3 separate regions of the Gossypium hirsutum genome follow, and all the other regions are linked to region 3. Evidence: chromatin contacts called from public Hi-C data. All regions are on one chromosome and are shown on one strand. The core of a region is the stretch at or near the end of the contact, and the rest is flanking DNA. Distances in the headings are between cores, read along the strand shown.

What was found. A called contact is a pair of places that touch in the nucleus more often than the background predicts.
Region 1: a contact with region 3 is called in a Hi-C map of leaf, with 2.0 times the contacts expected there. The contact joins the promoter of LOC107947789 here to the promoter of LOC107922564 in region 3. A contact is called at or near these places in 2 of 34 Hi-C or Micro-C datasets (leaf and petal).
Region 2: a contact with region 3 is called in a Hi-C map of leaf, with 1.7 times the contacts expected there. The contact joins the promoter of LOC107922021 here to the promoter of LOC107922564 in region 3. A contact is called at or near these places in 6 of 34 Hi-C or Micro-C datasets (hypocotyl, leaf and seedling).

The regions. Positions count from the first base shown.
Region 1 is chrA01:113,547,816-113,551,136 of Gossypium_hirsutum_v2.1, reverse strand. It overlaps LOC107947789 (metal tolerance protein C2), which reads left to right and starts at 1,311. Exons shown (of 10, transcript XM_016882312.2): 1 at 1,311-2,007; 2 at 3,280-3,321. The coding sequence starts at 1,578.
Region 2 is chrA01:113,915,672-113,919,259 of Gossypium_hirsutum_v2.1, reverse strand. It overlaps LOC107922021 (short integuments 2, mitochondrial), which reads right to left and starts at 1,627. Exons shown (of 11, transcript XM_041114050.1): 1 at 734-1,627; 2 at 290-651; 3 at 73-153.
Region 3 is chrA01:113,775,773-113,779,140 of Gossypium_hirsutum_v2.1, reverse strand. LOC107922564 (magnesium-protoporphyrin IX monomethyl ester [oxidative] cyclase, chloroplastic) reads left to right here and starts at 1,663. Exons shown (of 5, transcript XM_016852651.2): 1 at 1,663-2,412; 2 at 2,492-2,556; 3 at 2,648-2,975; 4 at 3,076-3,174; 5 at 3,286-3,368. The coding sequence starts at 1,951.

The DNA of each region.
Region 1 (3,321 bases), core at 62-2,561, 230 kb after region 3:
TTTATTGTTAAGTATTTATTTGTTTATAATACTTTAATTTTTATTGGGTGAAATTATTGAAATAAAAGACTATTAGCAAGGAATTAAAACATTTATTATGGAAATTAATTATTGAATATTTTTAAAATTTACTTTGGACTTTGGAGGAGAAAATGAAGATAAGAGAATATGGCAAAAGGAGTAATTTTTAAACAAGTATGGTCAGATATATCATTTCACATATCTCATTTCTAATCAACTGTGAAAAAAGTTACTAATCCATCTTTTTTTATTTTGGAGTTTTTAGCTTAACAAGCTTTTGCAAATCTTCATTCGCCGAATACTGCAATTATAGGGTTTGACTACTCAATCTTCCATTTATATCCAAATTAGTTAGAAAAAACCCAAAACTCTGTTTACCAAACACCCTCTATATATATATGCTATCAATAAATTATTTTATTTTTAACGGAATTCCAATTTAAATTATTAAATAAACCAGATACATAAATATAGTTGAATTGAAATAAAAGCCTACTAGTAGCATTTAATTATTTATCATGCACAAATAACTTTAATATCTCTTAATCTACATGTTGAGTCGCTTTTATTCTCCAAACTTGGGAGTCGATTCAGGCTGCAATCCAATTGAAAAATTTTCAAGCCCAATGGCATATTTTACTATTTATTTATTTATTAATAATATATTAAAATATAATATTTTAAATTAAGTTTATGTATTGATCACTAAATTTTAAAAAATTATAAAATGTCACTATATTATTCCACTGGGCTGTTAAAATTATTGTTGCATGGTTCTATCTCTTTACACCGTCTATATCAATCGAAAGCTTCTATTCCCTTTTTTTCTATAGTTCAATTTCTTTTTCATGAAATATTTTTGAACATCGTGAATCTGTTAATAAAAATTTAAACAACTTTCTTCTTTAATCTCTAACATTAACTATTAGATCAACTTAGATCTAACGTATGTTATTTTATTGGTCAATAGATATTGATTCATCGTACCGATTGTCAAATTGTTGCTTGGAGCTCACTAGCTAGATTTAAACTTAATAGCCCAATAATTTAAATAAAAACTTTTGAATAATTTGATAACCATTTGAGTGACCAAAATGTAAACTTATTAATAATTTAATCACTTTAGGTGCAATTTACCCAAAAAAAATAATTATCTAAATTCCACTTGACCAAAGTCTACCAAACTGAAGGAGCCAACCTAAGTTGGTGAACAGGTCCTTTAAGGCAGCCAATTGGTTAGAAAACGTGTAAAAATATGTATCATAAGCTCTATTGGTACTACCTTTGGATGATCCAATCAAGGATCGCAAGTTGTGAATCCTGTGGTGGTCCCAGCATTCATTTCTAGCTACTCTAGGCATTAATGTAGTGTAACCTAATCCCTCCGTTTACTTCGATCCGCCCCCCTCCCAAGTCCTTCTTTTCGGAAAAAAACAGACTTTCCCTTCCGTTTTTATTCGAACAATTGCAAAACGCTGAATACCTAAAATTTTGCACTAATTTCAATTTCCCCCATTTAGGGAAAAAAATCGTTTTTATTGTTCTTTTTTAAAAAAATGGAGAAAAACAAATCTTTCAAATACTCCTCTCAGGAGCCCGAATCACCTTATCCATGGAATGCCGAATTCGGAATCAGCAACGCAAGCGATCGGCGTTACGCGTTTTCGCGGCAATCATCGTTTAAACAGTCGATGAGAGATCCTCAAACGCCCAGCTTTTCCAATGGTTCCTCCAAGCCTTTCTTATCGAGGAATGTTTCAAGCATCGATATACCCCCAGGGTTTTACTCTGTTGACCATTCAACGGAAGGAAATTTCGATGCCAAAGGATCGGCTGATAAATTCTTGGTTTTCGATTCGGTTTTCTGGGTTTTTCGGGCTATGAGAACTGGTAATCGCCAAATGAAGAGGTTGCTGATTATGATTTCACTTAATGTGGCGTATTCTACGGCTGAGTTGGCGATTGGGCTCTTTACGGGTCGTATCGGTGAGATTCTGATATCTTTTATGCTTGGTTTTCGCATTTATATGCATAAATTGTGATTGTAGTTTTATCGGTTTGTGATTAAATTAGGATATTTATTTGTATACGAAAGAGTTTTGGCTAATAAATATGGACAAAGAACAGCTCAAGTATCAATTGGACATGCTATTTCTATGTAATAACGGTATTTGCTCGCTAATTAACTGCTTTTTAGCATTCTCAGCTATAATTTTCTTTCCTAGTTTTGATAGTTTGCAATTGAACTAAGCTTCTACCTGTGTTGACGCAAACTTTTATTTTTTTCCCCTCACTTTTTCAATTTTAAAATTTATTGTCGACTATAAACTAAAATGATCATATTCTATGGGTGCGCTTGGTTCAAGCAATGTAACATTCTTGGGGTAATGTGAGATTCCATAACAGGGTACTTGCATTTGGATTTCAAACATTATCCTGAGCTTGAGCTATTAATCATATTACATTTTGTCCATTGCATTCTGTCCAAAATATTACTTTTATAACAATTTACCATTTTTTTTGTCATTTTGGTCAAATTTGCTTTTAAAGCATAACAAGTAACATGTTTTAATAATAAAAGAACATATTTTTCTTATTTCTTTTCCCTGTCACTTTTAGTTTAAAGAAAACCCTAATTGCTTATCACTCCTTGATTCTAGTTTTTTTTTTTTTGAGAAAAGAGAATTGAAATTATTTTATTAGAGAAATGCATTCATTTATTAGTAAAATAGAATGCTATAAGCTTTCAACCTTTGTGTAGTAAACAATAAAAGAAAGCAAATTCTATAAGGATAATTTAGTAAAATATGCTTTTAGGTAATCTTACATTCCGTCCTGTCAATCAAATAGCAAAATCTTAAGTTCTACCCAAATAAACCAATCAGTGCAATGCAAAATACCCGGTAATATGTCAAGTAATCTCATTACCCAAGGTAATTTTGCATTCTGTGAACCAAACATCCCAAAGTATTACTATGGATGGCATGTATTCTTTATGGCTGTAAATGCTTTTATCTTCACAATTTTGTGATCCTATTTCTAAGTGTTCAATTGTTCTTTATTATTTTTTGAACAATTTGCTTTGAATTTGATGTCTTTAATTCTTTGTGTGAAATCGAGTATAATGCTTGAAAATATCATCCCTGGTTGAGTAAAATTCCTTGTTGATTTTAGTTTGTATCAGGTTTTTAGGATTCCTCGTTTTATAGTTACAGTTTTTTTCTGTTAATCATTTTGTTTCTATGCTTGTCTTTTCAGGTCTGGTATCTGATGCCTTTCATTTAACATTTGGCTGTGGTC
Region 2 (3,588 bases), core at 378-2,877, 140 kb before region 3:
AGTTTTAAAAGTAAAATATTATCCGCAATCAAATTTTCTAAATGCAGAGTTGGGAAATTTACCTTCACTTACCTGGAAGAGTATTTAGGCTTCCAAGGGACTTCTCCAAAGAGAGCTGTGCTGGAGAGTAGGCAGAGGGGATAACATTTCAATCTGGGACGATAGGTGGATTCAGGGGATCGACAGAGTGGAAGGACATAACAGAACAGAAAATGAGGAGTTACAGTCAGTTTCAGATCTCATCGACATTCAAAATAAAAAAGTGGAAGACGGAGCTGATCTATGATACTTTTTCAACGGAAACTGTGAAGAAAATTTTACAAATCCCACTTGCAGAGACGGATCATGAAGATATTCAAGTCTGGAAAGAAGAACCGTCTGGGGAATTCTCAGTTCGAAGTGCCTACAAACTATTACAAGGGGCTAATTTGGATCCTAGTAATTACTTATTACAAACCGAAACTACAAATTTTTACAAAAAATTATGGGGTTTACAACTTCCTTCAAAAATTACTATAACTATCTGGCGAATCTCTTGGGATTTCATCCCCCATCTAGCAAATCTCAGATATAGAAGGATTACTGTAAGTGACAGATGCCCCCGTTGCCATGTTGGGGTTGAAGACAGTCCTCATATTTTCAGACAATGTCCTGTAACAATAGAAGTGTGGCAGTGTTTACATCTATCTTGGGTCACGAACAATATGAATCAAATTCTATGAGAGTGGCTCACCTGGGTTTTCAAGAGAGGAACTGAGAACCAATGCCGCATTTTCTGTATTGCTTTATGGCTAATCTGGTTCTCCAGAAATCAGCTCATGCACGAGAGGAAAGAGACGACAGGGAGAGAACTTGTCCAACGAATACAAGGGTATATTGCAGAAAATGAAAGAGTGAGAGAAACTCAGACCCTTTAAACATAAGTAAAAATTACAGAGTTCAAGAGGATATACCGAGAATAACGATCCAGTTTGATGCGGCGTTCGACAACCGAAACTTAAAATCAGCGACAGGTTTGGTGGTTTGGGGACTGATGGGCGAACTCCTGGTTTTAAAATCGACCCTTCACAACAACATCCCTTCCCCTTTCACAGCAGAAGCATTCACATGCTTGGGAGGTATAAAGTTAGGGATAACAATGGGTATACAATCGGTTATAATAATGGGGGATTCTAGAACCGTAATTAAAAAATGCCAAATGTCTTCAACAGATAAATCAGAGATTGGAGCGATCATAAAAAACATTCAGAATAAGAATTCATGCTTTCAAGAAATTATCTTTAAGCACATCCATAGATCAGGGAACTGGAAAACACACAGATTCGCAAATGCACACTCAAAGCGGAGAGATCCCTTACCTGGTAGGAGAGGAGGTGAATCGGCACCCTTTAGTCTCGAAGGAAAGATGGGCACGAAGGCCAGACTGAAGGAGAGGATGAAGAATCTGATTTCAAAAAATGGATAGTAAATAAAAGCTTTATCCTTGGTATTGCTATCGTCAAAACGGATAGGGGCTTGGAAATGACAACTCAATTAATGGTAGTGGAGGCCAGCCGTTTGAGATGACTGAGTAGACAATTAGTTTCATGTTTTTATTCAGACGCATTTATTGTTTATTGTTTCTTCTAAGTTACGTTTTTTTTACAGCTTTTTAGGAGGGCTTTATTAATCCATAAAATAATGGGGCCGGATTTGAATTAGGTTTGATGTAATAGGCCTGGGCTCAAGGGTCTTTGTTGGGTCTTTTTGTCTTTTTTCTATTCTTTTCTAATAATATACTCAGTCAATTGATTTAAAAAAAAAGATTATTTGGGATTAAGTTATGTATTTGTCTATTAATTACAATGCTAATGAAAGGATATCATTTACTCTTTTATGCAGGTTATAATTCTGCTATTGTGAATAAAGTCATGTCATGCCTGAGTCATGTATGTAACTTACCAATTTTTGATCCGCTACCTTAAGAGTACACGTTTTCAATATATTAAAGCAATTGAGTTATACTCATATGGTCATTCACTTATTTAGAATTTAGGTAAGTCACATCATTAACACCACAAATAGATAAATCGACAAATGAATATAAGATAAATTAAAATTAGGTATCTGATGTATTGTTAATCTAAACAATTACATTTGTTTCTATTTTTGGGAGTCAATCCAACTTTGATATCCATGCAAGTTATCTCCCCAATTAAACTTATAGACAATGTAATAATCCTAACATGAATAATTTGTTCAAACTAATTTCATTAACCACGGATAATTTGGATTACCTATTAATATAAATTATCTTATTGCATTATAACTCGATCATATAACACAACTTAATATGAGTTAAACCATGTGTAATCACTAAACCAATATTTGCTTTTTCATTTTACTTTATATGTATAAAAAAACCATTGAAGACAACCATACAAAGAATATTAGATAATCACGTGGTGATTTTACAATTTATTCAATCAATTTAGACAATTACAAGTAGGCTATGACAAAAGCATGGGACTAATGGCACAAATCCTAACAATCTCCAAATTGCTTGATTGAAGTAATTCAGTTATATTTTGCGTTCTCATACCTTCTTGTTTCTTAAAATTACTAGCCACAAGATTCAATGTAAACACATCGACATGATAATTTTCAAATGCGATTTTGATTATATTTTACTATCCCATCCCTTATTGCCTTTGGTATGATATGATATTTGCATTAATTTATATGCTGTCTTCTTATGATATTTTATTTCTTTAGTGATAGTTATGGTCGCATTATTATTGCAATATAATGCCTATGCTTTTAGAAAAAATCTCATAAATATAAGTATATGTTATTTGATCGGAGTTTTAAGCTTTTGCTTAGAGTTCATTAAGTTGGTGATTGCTTATTGCTGAGCTAGAATAGTTTGTTTGAAGAATAGCTTAGCGTTCGTACATGAATTCCCAATTGTAGTGCGATAACTTTTATGTTGTTTTTATAAAATGTTGCTATCATTTTTTTCAATGGAATCTAGCTTCACGTTGAGATTTAAGAGGACATGTTTCATCATAAACAATTTTCCAACAAAAATTTCTAAGTCATGCACAGCTGAAAGTGCATCATAAAATAAATTTTCATTAAGAATCGAAGAAATTTGACAAAATAAGTCTACTAGTGCCATAAGAATGAGCTAAGATATTGACAATTGAAAATGAGGCTTGATAAACTGTAGAATTAACTTAAGCAAGTTTAAGAGTTGATTTGTTGATGATAACTTTAATTATTTATCACTTAATTTAATTTAATTAAAATAGTTCCTCGATACCTAAATTTAAAATTTAGTTATTGTACTTTTATTTTTATAAATTTAATTCCTTCACTTTTTAGATTTTAAATTTTAGGTCGAATTCTTAACACTATTAATCTTATTTTGTTAAATTTAAATTCATTACAAAGTCATTTCTTTTAGATACATTACTACCAAGTGAGTATTTTTTTTTAATTTCACATCAACAAATTTAACCCAAAAAATAGTAACAATGGACTTAAATTTTGAAATTTGAATATAAAGGGATGAAATTCCTAAAAATAAAAGTATATGAGACCAAA
Region 3 (3,368 bases), core at 414-2,913:
ACGTGGTCATCACCAGGCCTGATATCGCTTTTGCTGTCAACAAGGTTTGCCAATTCATGCATCAACCTTTAGATCAGCACTTTAAGGCTGTGAAACATATTTTTCGGTACCTTTAAAACACCATGGATTATGGTTTGCATTTTACTCAAGCTGCCAATCTAGATTTAGTAGGTTACTTGGATGCTAATTGGGGAACTGATGTGGATGATAGACGATCTACTATCGGGTTCTGTGTATTTCTCGGAGGGAATCCGGTTGCCTGGGGATCCAAGAAACAAAAAGTAGTCTCCAGGTCCACTGCTGAAGCAAAATATCGTGGTCTTGCTCACACTGTCACTGAAATGGTTTGGCTCGAGTCTCTCCTCTCTGAGCTGCATATCTTTCCTACTCGCAAAGCTGCTGTTTGGTGCAATAACTCTAGAGCTGTTGCTGTTTCTGCTAATCCCGTTCTTCATTCGAAATTCAAACATGTGGAATTAGATCTCTTCTTTGTCAGAGAAAGAGTTGCTGCTGGGCGATTGCAAGTAGGACATGTTCCCGCTCAAGAGCAAATAGCTGATGTATTCACTAAGCCTTTGTCTGCGCCTTTGTTTACAAAGTTCAGGTCATGTCTCAAGCTTATTGTTAAACCTGGTCCGTCATCAGTCATGAGAAAGCTGGAGGCATATTAAGGAATTAATGGTTGTGGCTGTTAGCAGTTAGTTTGTTTGTATAGTTAGCAGTTCGTTAGTCTGTTACTGATCAGTTGTTGTTATTCAACTATTAACTATGGCTTGTATATATATCGTTGGATATTGCTTTGTTAAATGATATATGGAAGAATTACTCATTCTTGTTTCCTAAAGTGTGTTTCTCATTAGAAATAAAAATCATATATCAAATTACAAATTGAATAAAAATTTATATATAAATTTGATATTTATCTCATTTAATTTAAATTAATTGTAATTTTTATATATGTTGGAGTAATTAGATCTATTTATTTATTTCAGAAATTAAGCTAACTTTGAAGTAAGGTTTGACTTTATACGAGTATTGTTGGGTGTTAAGATATTGAGTATTAAATATTTATTTTATTCTGGGCTTTGTTATGAATAGAGATTTAGGATTTAATAATTAAAATTTAATTTTAATTTATTCGATTAAAATTGAAAATCGATGGAATAAATTAATTAAGATTAAATTGATTTATTTAATGGGTTTAAGAATTTGGATAAACTATTAAAATAGTCACTTTTGTTTATCTCATGTTATATTTTAGTCACTTATGTTTGAAATATTACATTTTCATCACTTATGTTAGCGTATTGTAACATTTTAGTCAATTATCGTTAAAGGTGTAACGATAAGCTAACAAGACATGTTAAATCATTATTTTAAATAAAAATTTTAAGTTAAATTATATAATTGGTCCCTATATTTTTTCATTTAGAGCTAAAATTTAACCTAAAATTTTCGTTTAAAATGATGATTTAACGTGCCACATTAGTTTACCGTTATAGTGTTAATGAAAATTAACACTAATATTATAACATTATAACATAAGTGACTAAAACGTAACATTTCAAATATAAATAATCAAAATATAATCTAAAATAAAAAAGTAACTATTTTAATAGTTTAATCAAATAAATTTTACTCGCTCCTCGTTGCGAGAGTGGTGGGGATTGAGAAGAAGAGGAAGGATGGGGAGAGATATTTGGGTTATGGACTAAAATCAAGCGGCATGAAAGGTAGACCACAAATCCTTAGCCATACAGCCCATAATCAGAAACAAACAGAGTAATTAAGAACTGCTATAGGATATCACACGTGTCAGGTTTCGATTCACAGACACAGATTTCGTTGGATGAGATTCAATCAACTGTTAGTCCACTATAAAACAAAATAGCTTAACCCACTGTCCTCTGCTCTGTTTCTTCTGTCTCTACCACTGAAAACAAAGAAAAAATGGCAACGGAGATGGCCCTTGTGAAGCCTATCTCCAAATTCAGTACAAGCAGTCCAATTTTTAGCAACTCCCGATATGGGAAGTTCACCACCGTCAGAATGTCATCTACTTCCCAGTCAACAACAAAGGCCGCCGCGAAGGGTGGCAAGAAAGCTGCCAAAACCGCCATCAAAGAGACCCTTTTGACACCAAGGTTTTACACAACCGACTTTGATGAAATGGAGGCGCTTTTCAACACTGAGATTAACAAGAACCTTAACCAGTCCGAATTTGAGGCACTGCTGCAAGAGTTCAAGACTGATTACAATCAGACTCACTTTGTAAGGAACAAGGAGTTCAAAGAAGCTGCTGATAAGATTGATGGTCCTTTGAGACAAATCTTCGTTGAGTTCTTGGAGAGGTCTTGTACTGCTGAGTTCTCTGGTTTTCTCCTCTACAAAGAACTTGGAAGGAGGCTGAAGGTAATATTCATTTTAGTCTTTCACAACCCTCTTTTTCTCCCCTCATATTCATTTGTTTCCCTAATATTTGATACTACAGAAAACCAATCCAGTTGTGGCTGAGATTTTCTCTCTTATGTCAAGGGATGAAGCCAGGCATGCCGGGTAAGCACAGTCACAGTCATACTTTTCCCTTTATTTATGGCCAATCCATTAACAAAAAACCCAAATAAGTTTACCATTTGATTGACTACAGGTTTCTGAACAAGGGTTTATCCGATTTCAATTTGGCATTAGACCTTGGCTTCTTGACAAAAGCCAGGAAGTACACTTTTTTCAAGCCAAAGTTCATTTTCTATGCCACTTATTTATCTGAGAAAATTGGGTACTGGAGATACATTACAATCTACAGGCATCTCAAAGAAAACCCAGAGTACCAATGTTATCCTATTTTCAAGTATTTTGAGAACTGGTGCCAGGATGAAAACCGTCACGGTGATTTCTTCTCTGCATTGCTCAAGGCACAGCCTCAATTCCTTAATGATTGGAAGGCTAAGCTATGGTCTAGATTTTTCTGCCTCTCGGTAATCCATTTGTTTCCATATCATCTTTGATCGCGTACAGCTCTTTTGTTACTTATATCAATCCTACATAGCCTTCAAATTTAACAAATTTGTCCTGCAGGTGTATGTTACTATGTACCTCAACGACTGTCAGCGCACTGCTTTCTATGAGGGCATTGGACTCGACACCAAAGAATTTGACATGCATGTCATCATTGAGGTTAGATTCTGGTTCCACTGTCATTCTATAAGACCTTGGCATATAACATATGATGAACTCTAGAGTTTTGGTCATCATTTACTTGTTAATAATGAAATTTCTTGCATACAGACAAACCGCACAACAGCCAGGATTTTCCCTGCTGTGCTGGATGTGGAGAATCCAGAGTTCAAGAGAAGGTTGGACAAAATGGT